Regions from separate parts of the Mus musculus genome. Here region 1 is linked to region 2. A link is a contact called in public HiChIP or PLAC-seq data. All regions are on one chromosome and are shown on one strand. The core of a region is the stretch at or near the end of the contact, and the rest is flanking DNA. Distances in the headings are between cores, read along the strand shown.

What was found. HiChIP or PLAC-seq counts read pairs in DNA pulled down with a chosen protein or histone mark.
Region 1: a BATF HiChIP or PLAC-seq map of CD8 T cells shows a contact between it and region 2, with 12 read pairs. The contact joins two enhancer-like sites. A contact is called at or near these places in 5 of 39 promoter capture datasets (embryonic stem cells, liver and stem cell-derived epiblast-like cells), 1 of 484 Hi-C or Micro-C datasets (ventricular fibroblasts) and 5 of 115 datasets of contacts at active chromatin or transcription factors (CD8 T cells, embryonic basal ganglia, embryonic stem cells and 2 more).

The regions. Positions count from the first base shown.
Region 1 is chr13:44,246,990-44,252,594 of GRCm38.p6, forward strand. Gm29676 (a long non-coding RNA gene) reads right to left here. Exons shown (of 2, transcript XR_382289.1): 2 at 3,103-4,043. Among named protein-coding and RNA genes, the nearest start is that of Gm29676, 10 kb to the right of the region's middle. Within about 2 kb of position 2,327, at least 31 of the 459 cell types and tissues checked have an H3K27ac peak or open chromatin away from gene starts, as enhancers often do. A contact at or near this core is called in CD8 T cells, where this site is marked.
Region 2 is chr13:43,773,368-43,779,226 of GRCm38.p6, forward strand. No RefSeq gene overlaps it. Among named protein-coding and RNA genes, the nearest start is that of Cd83, 8.8 kb to the right of the region's middle. Within about 2 kb of position 2,099, at least 79 of the 459 cell types and tissues checked have an H3K27ac peak or open chromatin away from gene starts, as enhancers often do. A contact at or near this core is called in CD8 T cells, where this site is marked.

The DNA.
Region 1 (5,605 bases), core at 1,077-3,576, 470 kb after region 2:
GTACCCCCAGGTCAGTGAAGGAGGAAGCTAGCCTTCCACTCCTGCTATCACCACTTCCTGTAAAGAAGGCGAGAGCTACAGTTTGCATAGCTGATCCCTTTGCGGCCTCCCTGTGAGGGAGGTAGCTTCCTGCAGTCCCATCTCCCATCCCTGCGACCATGGTGAGCTGTCTCACTGTAAGCCAGAATCAGTGAGGTCCCTTGCTCACCATAATGTCCAAGCAGAGAGCCCAAATCACCCTCTCATCTTTTAAAAGCTGCTATTTCACGAGTTTTGAATATTCTCCCTAGTAGTAGAACCCGGACTAGAAATTTAAGAAGGTCCTCGGGCAGCTCCCTGTTCCTCCTCCCCGTTCCTTCTCTTTCCATGATTCACTCATGTCTCCCTGGTCTAGGTCTACAGAGGAGTCTTGGTGCAACCAGTGGTTCTCAGCAAGGGACACTTTTGTCCCCAGGAGACATTTGACAATTTCTGAAGACATTGTGAGTTGTGGTTTAGGATGGGGTTTATGCAGCTAATGGAGAGAAGCCAATGGTGATATTAACTACCCTACCCAGGGCAGCTCTCCATACGATAAATCCCATGATCTAAAAAGTCAACATCAGCAGTTCTGGGGAAGAAAACACTAGTTTTTAAAGTCTACCCATAATTCAAGAACTCAACCTCTATTAAAATTCATCAAATTCAGGTCATCTCTCTAAATCCCTTGGTCTGTGCATTTTCCTCCCTGGTTGACATGGGATGAGTGACTACATCCATGTGAACGGAAGAGCTGAATAATTTAGAAAGAGACTGAATAATCACTGTCATTTGCTGAGCGCTTCCGGCAATCTGGCCAAACACAGTTTTCAGAGCTTCTGTGTCTATTAGCACATTTTATCCGAATAAGAGCCCTAGGCGGGTCCACTGTGTTCCTTGTTTTACAGACAAGCAGTCTCGGGCCAAGAAAGGTTAAGGGGTGCAATCCCAAGTCGCAGAGCTAGGGTTGTACTCTAGAAAGTCTTATCAAGGGGTAGAAGAGACACACACGGTAGATCAGCAAAAAGCTGGCAGAGCATCGAGGTTCCCACACGGGATGCAAAGGAGAGAGGAGGTAGGTAGAAAGCCAGCTGGAGCAGGTCTGGTGGGTCAAGATGAGGACTGCAGCTTTTCCCTCCAGGTTCTTAATGTTGACTCTGCCATAGAGACTGCCGTTCTGAGTACCGGGCCTCTTGACATCAGGGCCCACTGCAGGCGGCCCGCTGTTTAATGCCTTCACACTGTGGCTCCATCATGGCCATATAAACCATGGCATAGAGAAGCATCCCCCCCCCCGCCCCCTTCCCCCACCCTGCTCACACTCCTTACATCCTGTGAACGGAGGCCTCATTTTGTGCAAAAAGCTGCAGACTCATGAAGGGGACAGAAAGCATGGGCTATATTTAAATCTGCCACAGCAATATGCTGACCAGTAAAGCTTGCTTATTAAGATCTTTCTGTGGGGTGAAGTACCACGGCATTTGTGTCAGCTGGTTTATGGCGGGGCCCTGCTTTCAAGATCAAGCTTCTGTTTGTCTTCTCTGCTGAGCTGACAGGAGGATGGTTTGGAGTTTACATCATGCCCCAAACATCTGTATTAGAGAGTCAGCAACGAAGAGCCGCAGCTCCAAATGGAGTTCCGAATGTGGAAAGCCCTTGTCTGTCAATAGATTAAGTTGCTATTTTTACCCAAAGAGAAAGCTAGAGGGAGGATAAACGAGTTAAGGACAGCAGAAACTGGCCTGCTGAGCTATTTTTTGCACACTCGAAAAGGGAAAGGGGGTGCGTTTTGTTTTCTTGTTAATGTTTGAAGGAAAAAAAATACTTAGAGATCTATCTCATCTCAAATTTAGATGCTCACAGACAAATTTACCCTCCTCCTTTCCCCTCACTTGAGTAAGACTCTGAGTTAGAAAGGATGGGTGCCCAGGAGTCGGCCTCTGGTTAAAATCCCAGGCCTTTTATACAGCTTCTTATTTAAAATCTGAGCTTCAAACTTTACCCAGATGGGACAGGTCTTTGGAGAAGGAACTACACTTACTGCCAGTACCCACAAAGGACAGTAAAAATGGTGACAGTAATAAGTAGTTGACACATATACTGCCCTATTAATCCCCACATTTTTTGTGGTTAATACTGATATGATCTACTCATTAAAAACCTTCCTGAAGACTAACATTTATATAGAAACTGACACAAAATTTTAAAGACATAATTCTGTGAATTGCACAAACTGGACACACCTCAGAAACCACCACTCAGAAGAAACCACTAGGATGTGGGTGGCCCTGTGATGTGGGATGAGTACTACAGAACCTTGTAGGGCTCATGGCGGGTTTAAGTCAGGGGCTCTGGTCCTGGAAACTCAGCTACCACTAAAGCCACCAGAAGCCAGTGGCTTCTGAACTTATTGGCTCCTGTCTGAGAAGGAAGAATTGTGGGCAAGGAGAAGCAGGGTGAACTCGTATTTATTAAAAGAAAAATGAGAAAGGGTTCCTAGAGTGGGAGGGGTTGAATGGATGCCTACTAGGGTTGAAGGATGAATACAACCATGCTGCTCTGACAGGCTGTGCGTGTGGTGTGCATGTGCGTGCGTGTGTGTGTGTGTGTGTGTGTGTGTGTGTGTGTGTGAGTGTGTGTGCACATGTGTGTGTGCATGTGTGTGTGTGCGCGCGCGTGTGTGTATACGGCAGGAACTGGATGTGGATTGAAGGTAATTTTTAATGGGATTGGTCACTTTTGAGCCCATGAAAGGCCAAGACAGTAAGGAGTCCAAACACCCTAAACCTATTCCCTTGGTTTAATCAGTCACTGACGTATTCGTGAGAGAGGTCGCGTGCTTTGTGACTAGATGATGATCTAGCCTTGGCCCTGCTCACCCTGTCTAAGGCAGTGGCTCTGATGCCCTGTCACTTTAATACAGACCCTCATGTTGTAGTAACCCCCAACCACAAGATTATTTTCACTGCTACTTCCTGACTGTAATCTTGCTAAGTATTATGAATCGTAATGTAAATCTCTATGTGTTCTGGTGGTCTTAGACGACCCCCGTGAAACGGTTGTTTGACTCCCAAAGGGGTCTCGACCCACAGGTTGAGACTCTCTGGTGTAAGAGAAGCCACACCAGAGATGCTCACCTGTCTCACAGCCACACCTCCATCCCCTCCCCCCCACATTAGGTAACCCCACCTCAGCTTATGACAACGCAGGTTTGGTTCCCACAGCTTTCACTTTGCACACACACTGGTGTACACTTTCACTCTGCACACATGCTGCTGTATATGTTCACTTTGCACACACACTGGTATACACTCTTACTTTACACACATGCTGGTGTACACTTTTACTTTGCACACGTGCTCGCATACACTTTCACCCTGCACACGTGCAGTGTACACTATGTATATACTCTCTTGTCTGACCTGTCACTCAGCGTTAGTGTGTGAGATTCACCTGTATTACTGTGCACAGCTGCACTTTGTATGTTGCAGATTTCTCGTCCCTCCCCCCAGCTCTAGAACTCCTGGTGCACGAATTTGTTGCCACCCCCCCCTACTTTAATGTGAGTAGGTTTTATGCTTCATTTAAGGATAAAGTTTCAAGTTTAAGGTTAAAGGTTCAGGTCAAAGGTTAAGAACACAGAGACAGAAAAGACTAAAATTAACTCCTATGAAGAGTAAACTTGGGCTTACAGCTCATGCTGGCCTGACTCCAAAGCCCAGGCATTGGGCACCATGCTGTCTTGTCTCAGAAAAGCCAGGTTTTCTGGGACCTCTTCCTGCTGTGTGATAAGGTCTTTTGGGTGAATAATTTGGGGATCTCTGGGAAGGGGACATTTGAACAGTGTGATGTGGGTTCTCATCTTCCCATTCCTGTAGAATGACTGCCCTCGGGCATCTCTCTTGGCATCGAGTCCATCTGGCAGATCTTCCATTCTCTGTTACGTTGATTGCCTCTTCCAATAGGCCTGTCAGGGTCGCCAGCACTGAGGAGCCAAAGCTGGAGAGGCACACCGCACCTGAGACCTAGAGAGACACGGAGCACAGCGCATATGCTTAGAGCCTCAGCTGTGGCGAAGGTGAATGTGTCAATGGATTCACAAGTGACAGACTAGGGTGCATATTCCCAGTTATTTATGCATGCACACATTCATGTTGTTGGCTCGGCTGTTTTCCCTGTTCACATTTCTCCCATGAATAGTCTATGATGCTATTAACAGAGCCTTAGAATGACCATGTCCATGTCTGGTAGGCTACCTATCTCCTCATTGGCAATCACACTGTCTGCACATTTTCTAGAAAGAGAAGAAGAGGAAAGAATACATCAAAAGGATATTTATAGGTGCAGCAACTATTAGTGGTTGATCTGTTGCTAACCATCTGTCCTCGTCGACTAAATAGAAAGTCATCAGAGAGAGGATGTCAGCCCAGAACCCTGGGAGCCTATTGTAGGCATCCTTTTTGGCCCTCACAACCAGAAATAACCCGAGAGACCACTCACAGATAAAGACCCAAGAGACCACCTGTAGATGAACTATGGAGACCTTACAGAAGATTTCAGACCAGCTAGCTGCCCTGTGAATGGGCACAGAATTGGCCGAGGCCAAAGTCTGTGAGGTTATCTGGTGAGTTCACAGATGATTACAAAACAAATGCAGTTTTCTTGAATTAGTGAGCACAGCTTGCTAATATGGCAGAAGGCCCTGGCTCAGCTAAGGTGGGAACCAGTTGTTTCATTTACATAAGCAGTATGGTGGTGCCCAGGCACCCTGCCAGAAGGACCCACCTGTGTCTTTGTGGTGTCTGGGGAAATCTTTGGCTTCTCTGCTCTGCCTCCCCTAAAAGGTGGGAGAGCCTGCTAAGAGACCACTAGCATTGGTCTGAAGCTGCCTTTCAGAAGATCTCAGACTTTAGGGCAGATAATTATGAAGATTAGACATCCATTCAAAATTCCTTTTCCCAGGACACTCTGATACTATGAGTCTAGTTGGGACAGATCTGATGATGCAGGTGGCCCCAGCATCATCCTTACAAAGACTCAACGTCATACATCAAATTCCAGCATTCTAGGGGCTGCACAGAGAAACCAGACTTCAGCAACCAAGAGATTCCACAAAGAGAACAGAGATGAGAGAAGGGTTGGGGGTCTTCAAGGCCCTGCCTCTGCCTGCATTTTAGGCTTGGGTCCACATTCCTGGACTTTAGAATAATGTCTTCTTCGTTGTGAAAATGTGTTCAAGTTGTTTTCTGATCACTTGCAACCAAGCATGCCTTCCGAGTTCGGAATTTGAGTGCTCAAGAGGCAAAGGCACAGAGCATGGGTTTAATTCCTCCCCCGCCCCCTTTCCTGTCTGCAGCACAATAAAACATGAGCCCCAGTAAAGGCATCTTGGGCTGTGTTGGAGAGAAGAGGGGATCGGTGGTCCTGTGTGGCTATTCACTATTGCTGTCTTCATGGAGGTGGTTAGGGATGTAGTGACCATATAGAACTTAGCCTTGAAACCCACTGCAGCCCCGTTCTGCCTGGAAAGACTACAAGCTTATTTACCCAAATTCTGCAGCTCCATTTTTCTGAGGTGGAGCAAGAT
Region 2 (5,859 bases), core at 849-3,348:
ACATGTAGGGAAGAGGAACGTCAGCATCAGGACCAGACACTGGAAAGCACACACCTGAAAGATGGTCCTTGGACTCACTGCCTACTCAGGAGGAGAGGAGATGATGCTCATGTGCAACACTTTTAGTAACCTACCAACAAGAAGTTACTGTCACTGCTGTTTGAAAAACCAAGACCTGGGAGCTGGGGAGATATCTCAGTCAGTAGAGTGCTCACCATGGCATGATGACCTGAGTATGAACCCCAAGCTTCTAGTTAGTCATGGCAGTGAATGTCTGTTACATGGTGTTGTAGAGGTTGAGACAGGTTTCCTAAGTCTCCCTGGCCAGGAAGTCTGACTGAATCAGTGAACTCCAGTTTCAACAAGAGGTTCCGTCTCAAAAATAAAAAGGTAGAGGGTGATTAAAGACACCTGACATAGACCTCTGAGTTACACACACACTTGCTCACAGATACACCCTTGCACATACACACACTCATATACACACACCCTACATACACACACCTATATATACACACACATCCTTGCACACACACACATATACACGCACACAAACACAAACATGCATACACATGCTATTGCACACACATATCTGCACACATATACACACACACCCTCACTCATACACACACCTGCACACACACCCTGCACACACGCACGCACAGACACACCAAGAGCCAGCTTTGTTACCATGCAAACATGAAGAGGGTGAGCACCTGGGGTGGCGCTCTATTGGGGAGAGAGCGGGGCTTTGGTAGCGGTGACTCCACCTTACCCAATCTAGGTACCATCCCGCTTTGTGGTTCCTAAGGGACTGTGAGGTTCCACAGCATCCTCATCCCACTGAGAGCTGTCTGTAAACAACGATGACAGAGGCTTTGTGCCGTGCTGGATTCTCATGAATGCTACATTTCAAAGACAAAAATGTTAATGAGTCATTTCCTAATCCTTAAGTGTCTCAATGAAGCCGTGACGGAGATGGCTGCAGGCCAAGAGCTGCAGAAATCTCTTTGGCGTGCATTTATTATGGCCCATTTCCGAGTAGTCTAGTTGTCACTTTCAGATGACTCTCATCACAGAGCCCTGCATGAGGCCGTGGGTTCCTCTCATCCCACCCCCACCCCCATGCTGCCTGAACCTCGAGGGTGCTTTCTTTAACAACCCACAGAAGCCGTGTGTCACCCCATTTTGCACATCATGATCTGAAGGAAAAGTTGCTTGCTGACAGGCTTGGATGGGTGTGTTTGTCTAGTGCAATGTTTTGAGTTATTTGTAGCGTTTAAGATATTTCATTAAAAAAATCTCTATTTTCGGCTGCTCTTAACAAACCAAATCTTTTGGAAGATTTGGCATCTCTTAGGTTTCAAAGGAACCAGGAACAAATGGCTAACTGGGGTGCCTATTAATAGATCAGAACAGTTGCTGGCCATTTCTCCCAGCATCCCTCAGTACCTGTGGCTCCTCTCAGCACTTCTCACCCTGCCCCCTAGCCTAAACCTCTCCAGCCAAGGGGCTGGTCTTCTCTTCCATCCAGCTTCAGATGACTATGTGACTCAGTCATTTCGTGCCCTCGTGGTCCCTTAGTCTCTTGGTTTGCTTCTCTTCGTGTGCTGCTGGCTCCTCTCTCAGTCAGCTTGTCCCGACTTCTCTTTCTCTCTTATCTTCTTGCTCTCTTCTCATGGCCCAGTGCAGCCTAGACCCTTCCAGATGCCTCTGGCTGGGCTCTCCCTCACGTCTGTAATCAAGCCTTCTCATCAACAATACCTGAGAGTAGTCATATCGTCCTTTTCATTCAGGCCTCACTATTGAAGATGCTACCCGCACTTGGCTAGAGCCCAGGAGTGGCTGTTTCTTTCAGGTAGGCTGTGGCTTCTCAGTTTCCCATAGTCCGCATGACTCACTGCTGCTCTCTTCTTACAGAACCACGTTCATTGTCAACTGGTGTTATTTACTCATATTGTCTTCCTTGTCTCGGAGGCCCTTTTCTGTTGCTGCAATAAAATAAAAGCGTGACTCACTTTGCTAGTGAACAGAGGCTAGTTAACTTTGAAGGGGGTGGGGACAGTTCATTGAAACTCACAATTTTGGAGTCCAAGAAAGTCCAAGATTAGGGGAATCCCCCTGATCTGGTCTCTGGTCGGGACTCCTTTGTCTGGGTCAACCACATCCTGGCAGAAGCACATGAGAAAGTGAGAAACCATGAAGCAAGTTGGAGCCTAGGAGGTTGATCCAGGGGCTTGTACACATTCTTTCTTTCTTTCTTTCTTTCTTTCTTTCTTTCTTTCTTTCTTTCTTTCTTTCTTTCTTTCTTTCTTTCTTTCTTTCGTCTTTGCTGACTGGCTTTCTTTAGTTTGTTTTGAAACAAGATCTGACCCAGAGTCCAGCCAATTCACTCTGTAGCCCAGGTTTGCCCTGAACTCCTAAATACTAGGATTTGCAGGCATGAGGTAGGATGCCCAGCTCTGGGCAAGCACCCTTACAGCAGCTCAAATGAGAATTCACTAGGGTCCTGAGAGCATCTCATTAGCTTTATCCTGGAAGAGAACCTTCAGCCAAGCAATCACTTCCCACCAGGCCTCTCATCTTAGAGGTTCCAACATGCCTTAGCATCCATCACCTTACTGGGGACCAAGCTGTGAACACCTGAGCTCTCTAGGACACTCTCAAACCCTGTCTAAACCACATCACCCACTTCCAACCAAACCTCGTCAATTTGTGTTCCAACTGTTCTGTCTTCAGGATGACCAGAAGTGCAAACTCACAGAAGACGGTTATAGACATGCAAAGGAGTTCATTTTATTTGTCTATACTGGGATGCAACAAGCCACAGATCTTAGCACTCAGAAGAAGACATTCAGTTGGCTCAGGCACTCAGCCTATGGGCTGAAGGTCAGCTATGGGCTGAGCTCAGCTTGGGGGTGGCTAAGTGACTGTCTTCCTGGGCGTCTCATGATCTTCTTGGACTGGTAGCTGTCCAGGGAATCTTCTTCCCATGGTAAAGGCAGAGGCACCAGAGAGAAATCAACACACAGTGATTTCTACCATTTTCTATGGCCAGCAAGTCAAATGACCAAACTCAAGGTCAGATACTGGGATCACATTTCTGCCCACAACTGTTGGGTTAGATGGCATTCGTGTAGAGAGGCGTACCTTCTCTTGTCTTGTCTTTTGTCTACCTGTAGATGATTGGTGGATCCTTGGAATTTCATTGCCTGGAAAGCTGTCTGTCTGGGGATTTGACCCCTGAACAGAATAGTCATTTGTTTATGATGAAAGAATTTGGTAGAATGGTACTATCAATTACATTTTTTGAAGACTCAAAATCAAAGGTCAATTATATGGGTAGATGGGATTCAACCACCTTCAAAATACTGAATTCCGAGGCTTGGGTGTCTCCCTGGTTGGTGGCATGCTACATAAATTGTCATACCTCATGGCCAGGACGAGCAATGCCACCTATGGCTCCACAGGCAGAAGACTCCTGGAGTTCCACGTTCTCTCCTCCTCTGGACTAGGTACTATGCAACCTTCCTTCACTGTACCCTTTATCCTGTAACCCTTCACCGTGAGCAGCTGGACTCATGGATATAACAGTCTTCGGTGCTTTCTGAGTATCCTTGCAGTGAGTTAGCATGTGAAGGGCTGGGTTTGAGGGACCCTCTCAAATGTGGTCTAGTGTTCTGTCCTAGTCTCTGACTTTGCAGATGGCATTAACAGTGTCACACGGAAACATGGAAGGGTGGAGATGGAGCTATAAACTGCCACACACCCCGGCCTCCCAAGGACTTCTCTGCTCACTTTCTGTCCATCACTGAGCATTCTCCGTGTGCCTGGTGCTGTTCTAGGATCTGAAACTAGTTGAGGCGGGGTGAGGAAGACACAGCTGTGAATTCTAGTGAAGACAGAGTCCACACACGCAGAGGAATGTGTGAGAGGCGAGACTGTGAGGATAACTGAGGGTCAACACACCAAAGGGAGGCAGTGAGGATCAGCTTTTCAAGTGGCGCACTTAGGAAAGCCACTTCTGGGGCTGAAGAGATGGCTCCATGGTAACGAGGGCTTTTTCCTGATTCCAGAGGACCCGCATCACTGGGGTACACAACTGCCTGTTACTCTAGCTCCAGGGGGGCGGGTCAATCTGACTCCTTCTGAAGCCTCAGAAGGTGCCCTTCCCCCTGACGCACACACTAAAGTAAAAGACATTTCTGGGAAAGTGACATTTGAACAGACTTGAGCAAAAGAGGAAGCTGGGTCTGTGATTCAGGCCATACAGATTCTAGAGAGAGGGGCCCCCACAATACCCCCCAAATCTCCCAACCCCCTTCCCCCACCACCCAGGGTCAACATTCACAAACACTCATTCAGTGGAAAGCTCCTTCGCCTGGTCTTTAGAGGGCTATGTGGCTCAGCGGAGAAGCTGAACAGGTGAGCCTTCCCTCCCACAGGCCCCTAGAGTCAGGCCTGAGGCAAGTTTCTCTGCCTTGTGTTTGTGTGTGACAGGCCAGATGACCACACGCTCCACCCTGAAATCATCCCAGTGCTGCCGCTCCTCCTCAGACAATGGCCAGCAGTGTTTCCAAGTGTTACTAGATTCTCAAGGAAAAAAAAAAAAGGTCAAAAAGAAAGATTCTGGAAATAAAAGTTATTTCTATTCATTTCTTCAGCCCTATCAGTTAATAAATAAGCCCCTCTTTGGAAAGTACAGGGTGACTAAGAATTAACCTTGAGGGGAAAACCTAGTGGGGAAATTTGACTAAAAACCATGGCTTACAGGCCCACGCTTTGGCTTCCCTCTCAGCCTCTTCTCAAGGCCTGTGGGCATCCTGGTGTTAAAGTGTAAGTGGTTGGAGGGTGTTTACAAAAGCCCCCGGCGAGTGGAATCTTTGTTGGCTAAGCTGACTTAAGTGTTCTTCCTACCTCAGAGAAGTCCCCTCAGGAGGCAAACTTGGGGCAAAGGGGAACCTCCTAGCTCCCTTTTATGAGACTTCCTCATCCTTGAGACTAAGAAGACAGTGTTGGGGGTGGACAGTGGGGTCAGGAGCATAGGGGGTTAACTACCCCCCCCCATACCCACAGCAGTGGGACAGCGGCAGCCTTCAGGGAAACTGCGCCTTGGCAGCCTCAAGCCCAGTTACAGGTTTCTGATGAGCTCAGCATCTGGGGACATCTGGGGACATCTGAGGACCACCCACGTTTTCCCCTCCAGAGAGGATTTTGCTTAAAAGGCAAACCTTACTCTCATTTCCTTTTTCTCCCCATCCTTTCCCTTACCCCCCCAAACCATGGCTTACTTATTATTCTCTTTCTTTGTACCCCCATGCTCCTTCTTCAGCTCCTAAGAGGGAAACTTTGAATTTGGGAATAAGGTTGTTTCTCAACCTTCTTAATACCACAACCCTTTAATACAGTTCCTCATGTTGTGGTGACCCCCCCCCCAACCCCAGCCATGAAGTTATTCCATTGCTACTTTATAACTGTAATTTTGCTACTGTTATGGATTGTAATGTAAATTGTTCTTGGAGCTAGTGGTTTGCCAATGGGATCATGACCAACAGGTTGAGAAACACTGTTCTAGAACTTTCTCTCCTGACATCCAAACCGACCAGAGCCTGAAACAGCAAGCAGTAAAAATTAAATTAAAATTTTAAACACGTCTTCCTGCTGTGCTTTCTGAGAGAAAACAAAACAAAACAAAACAAAACAAAACAAAACAAAACAAAACAACAACAAACCTCCCAAGGGTTTCAGCATAGGCAGTGAAGGGAACAGACTAGCTTGGGGTTTCACCCGAGGTTAACAAGAATCTGCCCTTGGCAGTGTTGGTGTAACCACAACGCTTGCGGATGAGTGAGGTTTTTT